2 separate regions of the Mus musculus genome follow, and region 1 is linked to region 2. A link is a contact called in public capture Hi-C data. All regions are on one chromosome and are shown on one strand. The core of a region is the stretch at or near the end of the contact, and the rest is flanking DNA. Distances in the headings are between cores, read along the strand shown. Region 1 overlaps Pvt1 (Pvt1 oncogene). Region 2 overlaps Pvt1 (Pvt1 oncogene).

Region 1 (2,700 bases), core at 28-2,527, 200 kb before region 2:
AGGTAACAGCCAGGTTCTATCATACCCCAGCCACAGAACTACGGGCAAGAACCTCCGCACATTTCCTCATCTGTAAAACTGTCTGATGGGTCACAAAAAGGGCTATGATGACGATCACAAGCTATAGGAGATGGTTGGTGAAGACACTCAGCAAGTGCCTTTCAAATAATATCACTGGGTACCTGATATGCAATCTAAGCAAGCACACTTCCTTATGGCAGTCTGGGGATGGGGTAGATTCTAGAGTTATTTAATGTTGCAATGGTGAGAAGCTGAGAAATGTGCCCAGGCATTCAAACTGTAAGTTGTAGTGACCGGGCTGACATGCAGTCTGACCCCAGAGCTGCAGACACTGTCAGGAGGTTGGGCATGATCCAGAGATGCCACCACCCACACTGCTTCAGGGAGCCAATGCCATTTCTGTGCAGGAACAAGGATCTAGAATTTCCCATCAGAGTTGAGTCTGTACAGATTTCTGTTTTGTCAGTATTGGTGGAAAGCCTACATTGTTGGCCATAAGGAGATGCTATATAGAAGACTGTTTGCCGGGTGTGGTGGTGCATGCCTTTAATCCCAGCACTCGGGAGGCAGAGGCAGACGGATTTCTGAGTTCGAGGCCAGCCTGGTCTACAAAGTGAGCTTCAGGACAGCCAGAACTATACAGAGAAACCCTGTCTCGGATTTAAAAAAGAAGAAGAAGAAGAAGTCTGTTTTGACTGGTCTGTCCGAACAGCTATAATAGCGAGAAACTTTTCTTCCCAGTCTTGGGAGCATGCCCAGTAGCACAGTGCTGTTTTTCAATGAAGTAAATTTTTATAATTAAGCAGTTGACTTGGATAAGACTTAACATCTCTGGTCCCAGGGGGATAACTTTTACAGTAGAATCAACATAATAAAGACCCCTGAGACCAGGCTAACTACTGTGCTGCACGGAACAGCTAGGATTCAGGTGCATATATTTCTGTGACCAGAGGGGGCTGGAGAGATGGCTCAGTGGTTAAGAGCACTGACTGTTCTTCCAAAGGTCCTGAGTTTAATTCCCAGCAACCACATGATGGCTCACAACCACCCATAATGAGATCTGATGCCCTCTTCTGGTGCATCTGAAGACAGCTACAGTATACTTACATATAATAATAAATAAATCTTTAAAAAAAAAAAAAAAAAAAAAAAAAAAAAAAAAAAAAAAAGGAAGATGTGACCAGAGTCTCTTCTGCACTCTGGTTGGCATCTCAGATGGAAATGCCAGTTCATGTCCTAAAAAGGGAATGTCATAAGAAGCAGAAGGAAATGGGGCTTGACTGGTCATCATTGCCACAGACAAGCTCTTGCTAACAACAGCTCAACACAACCTGATTTAGAGATCTGACTTCATCCTTCTCACAGAGCACAGTTTGGCTAAAGAGCCATGAAGCAATGCCATTTGACTCCTTCTAGTTGGCAATGGTCCAAGGAGATCACTTTCTGGCCCAGATCACAAGCAGTATTATACCTCGGTGTTACATTGTGGAAAATGGGGCAACAGTTATACATCTCTGATACAAAGCCATATTTCTTCTGATCTCTCCATTTATCACAAACTTGAGTCTTCAGGCTTTTACTTTTCATCTGGGCACAGCCTTGTCTTTGTGCTCATCAGCCTTCTAATCAGAAGTTTTCAGACATGAATCTTTTGAAAGGAGAAGTATCCTCCAATCAGAGGCAGGCTGTAGTTTCACTGGCAAGATTTGTTTCTCTCTCTGTAAGCATAAATTAATGGAGAGCTACACCTTTCTTTTCTTTCTTTTTGGGTGGCGTCTAGATTGGAAGAAACATAGTAGCTGCTGCAAAGCCTGTTGCATTTAAACAAAACTTACTTTCAGACTGATCAATGGCAACATCTACATGAGTACTCCTAACACAGAGGTGAGAAGTTTGATGTGCTTAATACTGAAAGTCATTTGCCCAGTTGCCTAGTGTGCAGGAGAATTACAGTGGGGACTGCATTTCATTGCCGAGTACAAATTATGGCAGAACTTGGTGTTTTAAAACACCAGTCATTTCGTACTGCTTGTCATGATTTTGGTCAGGAATCTGGGAAGGACTTGGTGGGGTGGTTCTCACTGGGGATTTCCCATGCCCTGGTACTCACATGTCACTTAGATTGTGGTCATACAGAAATGCCAAAGGCCTAAATAGTCAAGATGACCATCGCTGGCAGGGAGCTAATCCAAGGCCATAGCTAGGTTAAGAGTGGCTCTTCAGCATCACCCTCACCATGTTCTCCTGGTGCTTCTACTCCAAGAACACAAGGCAGGAGCTGCATACAACAGTCACCAGTCTGCACATATTTCAAGGAAAAGACAGAACTCCTGTGTTCCAATAGAAAGCCCATAAATGCCAAGCCATTCTGTCCATAAACCCCCATAGAAGAGAATGCTGCTTAGACTAAGACTGCTCAAAGATACCTAGGGAGAGAGGAAGGGAGATTATCTAATGAGTGCAAGGTTCATTCAATCACCTCCACAGCATCACCAATGTACTCATTTCCAAACATTTCTTCATCTCTGGTCCTTGTGTTGAGAGCATATCCAGAACTCTTCAAGAAGTCGTCTCAAGGCCCATTTCAAAGGTTCTAAAAAAAATCACGCTTAAAACTTGGTCAAATTGTTTTATTGAGCTTCATTACTTAATAAAGCATCCAGGGCAGAACAGGCTGGA
Region 2 (2,700 bases), core at 36-2,535:
GTACATAAAAAGACACTCGTCAGTAGTCATTAGAGAAATGCAATTCAAAGCAGAGTGAGACCAGGCAGATGGTGCAGGAGGATGGCAATGTCAGAGACCAGCCTGGGCCAGTCACTTTCACAGAGATGGTGTAAGAGAGCAGCCAGAGTCCTAGACTCCAAGTTGAACAGCAAGTTCCACAGCTGGCAGGGAAGTGAAAGTGCTTAACAGATAGACTTTCAGTCTGAGATAATGAAGAAAGTTCTAGAAATAGTTAATAGGGAAGGCTGTGCAATGAATGTACTCCAAGTCATTGAACTGTATTCTACAGAAAAAAAAAAAAAAATGAGCAAAAGAAAAGATAGGGTGGGTGAAGAGGCTAGGGTAACGGGAAATAGACTCTTGCTATGATACCCAAGCTGGCCCTGAGCTCACTCGGTAGCCAAAGCTGGTCTCAACCTCTTCCTGCCTTATTTCCCAAATAGCTTAGCTTTCAGGCTTGTACCACAGGGACTGTGGCCTCCACCATTTGTGAGCGTGGAAGAATACTAGGGAACGGGGTTAACATCTGAATGACACTGTATTAGAGTTGTGACCAATACAAAGTAATGGCAGGATGCGCTTATCTCCCTTAAGGTTTATTCTCACTTTTCATTTATGTGTCCTGTGCACATCCGTGTGAATGTACATTAGATGCACAGAGGCCAGAAGAGGGTGTTGGACGCTCCCAAAGCCGGAGGCACTGGCAATTTTGAGATGCCAGATGTGGGTGTTTCCGACAGGACTTTGGTCTTCGCTAAGAACACCAAACATTCTTGACCGGTGAGCTTCCTCCGCAGCCCCCAGCTTGTGACTGTGTTAATGACACAGTTTCCTCCTCTTTGCCCTTTCTCTCACTCCACCTTTCTCAGAGACAAAGGCTGGGACCTTCCAGGAAGAAGATTCCTCTTTACTGTCCCTCTGGACAATCTCGAATACCTCCGGGTCCACGTCAAGCTCCACTCCCTTTGTGTCCCTATCCAATTTCCTCTTACAACTCGCAGGAAGATGGTAAAAAGCTCAATAAAATGGAAAATGATTTAAAAAAAAAAAAAAAAAAAAACCCTGCATAAAATGACATGTGGCTATTCTCCTCAGGATGGGAAGTTGGTTTTTCTTCCTCAAGCAACCCTGCTACAATCTCTTCCTGTCTGTGGAGAGAAATGTGACAGTCATTCTGATCTTCCAGTGAAATCCTCACTCAGTGGCTAAGCAGCCAGCAAGGGAAAGGTCACAGAGCAGTTGGGAAACTCATGATAGCCCACGCAACAGGAACAAAGAACCGGCATGTGTTGAGAAAGCGGAGAGGGAAGAGAAATGAGCAGGCCTATGTAGAATGCAGGAAGTGGTGGCTTTTCCAGCTCTGTATGGCCTGGAAGTTGAGGGGAGACTGAAGGGAGTGGCTCAATTCTAGGCAGATAACTCTAAGGAAAGATCAGTTAACTCTGGGTCAGGAGATGTCAGGTGGCCAAAATAGCATTCAAGTCCACTGCCATGCAAGTAGAGCATGCCTGCCATGAGTGCTGTTGTCTGAAGGGATATGGGGATACAGAGTCATGGCCCAACAGAAGGAGCTACGTCAACCTAAGGGGGGAAGCCCTATAGCCTGAAGGCTGCAATCTACTGGCCCGAAACAGTTGTTCCTTTGGCCTGGGACTTCCCTTAAAATCTGAATTGAACATACTTGAAATCAGGAGAGGGTTTGTTCTATCTCACTTTGTGGGGGGCAGAGTGGGGGGTGCAATGGTTAACATTCATTGTCAGCTTGACAGGATCTAGGAGCATCTAGGTGAGCCACCTCTGACAAAGCCTACGAAGGAGTTTCTAGACTGGGTTAGCTGAGATGGAAAGATCTACCCTGAATGTGGGCAACACATTTTCAACCGGCTGAATTCTAGGACTTACTGACAAGGAGAAAGGGGGCTGAAAGCAGCGCTCATCTCTCCGCGTCCTGACTACAATTGCAGTGTGAACAGCTGCCTCATGTTCCTGTTACAGTGACGTTCCCACAGTAAGTGACTGAATCCTCTCAAATGTATCCCCCAAAGCACCCTTTCCCCCTTAATGTAACTCCATCAGGTTTTTGACTGAGGCAATGAAAGAAAGTAACTAATACAGTCTCACACCGTACAGTCCTAGCTAACCTCAAACTTACGATCTCCCTGCCTCTGCCTCCCTGATGCTACCACACCCAGCAGAAATCAAGCGTTTTTTTTTTATATTTTAAAAGCTCCCTCGTCGTATTCTTTCCCCCTTGGTGTAGTGGGGATGTTGAAGAGTAAACCCAGGTCATCATGTGCTCCCAGCAAGTGCTGTACTCTGACTCTGTCCCCCAGCCCAGCCTTCTCTTTGAAAGACAGAAAGCTCTGCTTCCGCATCTTTGTTAGCAAGAGTAGGAAGACGGTACTGTCAAAGGACAGTTGCTCCTCCTAAGGAAGACTGCAACTATCAATGTCTCCTATTGTACTGTAAGTTCCAGGTGCACCTGGGATATTTGCATCTAATTTGCTCATATTCCTGAGAGGACTTGGAGCCCTGCAGGGGTATGATGCTTCTGCAGCTCATACTAAGGTCAGCACTCAGAAGCTGCTAGAGTTAAAGATTGCTCGCTTCCTGGAGGAGGTGACCTTTACACTGCATCTTAAAGCCAACACTGCAGTTCCCTCAATGAGGAAGTGGGAA

What was found. Capture Hi-C pulls out chosen DNA fragments and counts their contacts.
Region 1: a capture Hi-C map of bone marrow-derived macrophages shows a contact between it and region 2, with 2.4 times the contacts expected there. The contact joins two enhancer-like sites. A contact is called at or near these places in 5 of 484 Hi-C or Micro-C datasets (CD8 T cells, bone marrow-derived macrophages, liver and 2 more), 1 of 115 datasets of contacts at active chromatin or transcription factors (pancreatic cancer cells) and 1 of 9 other capture datasets (bone marrow-derived macrophages).

The regions. Positions count from the first base shown.
Region 1 is chr15:62,250,913-62,253,612 of GRCm38.p6, reverse strand. All of the region lies in intron 4 of Pvt1 (Pvt1 oncogene), which reads right to left. Among named protein-coding and RNA genes, the nearest start is that of Pvt1, 210 kb to the right of the region's middle. Within about 2 kb of position 1,277, at least 14 of the 459 cell types and tissues checked have an H3K27ac peak or open chromatin away from gene starts, as enhancers often do. A contact at or near this core is called in bone marrow-derived macrophages, where this site is marked.
Region 2 is chr15:62,055,161-62,057,860 of GRCm38.p6, reverse strand. All of the region lies in intron 1 of Pvt1 (Pvt1 oncogene), which reads right to left. Among named protein-coding and RNA genes, the nearest start is that of Pvt1, 19 kb to the right of the region's middle. Within about 2 kb of position 1,285, at least 71 of the 459 cell types and tissues checked have an H3K27ac peak or open chromatin away from gene starts, as enhancers often do. A contact at or near this core is called in bone marrow-derived macrophages, where this site is marked.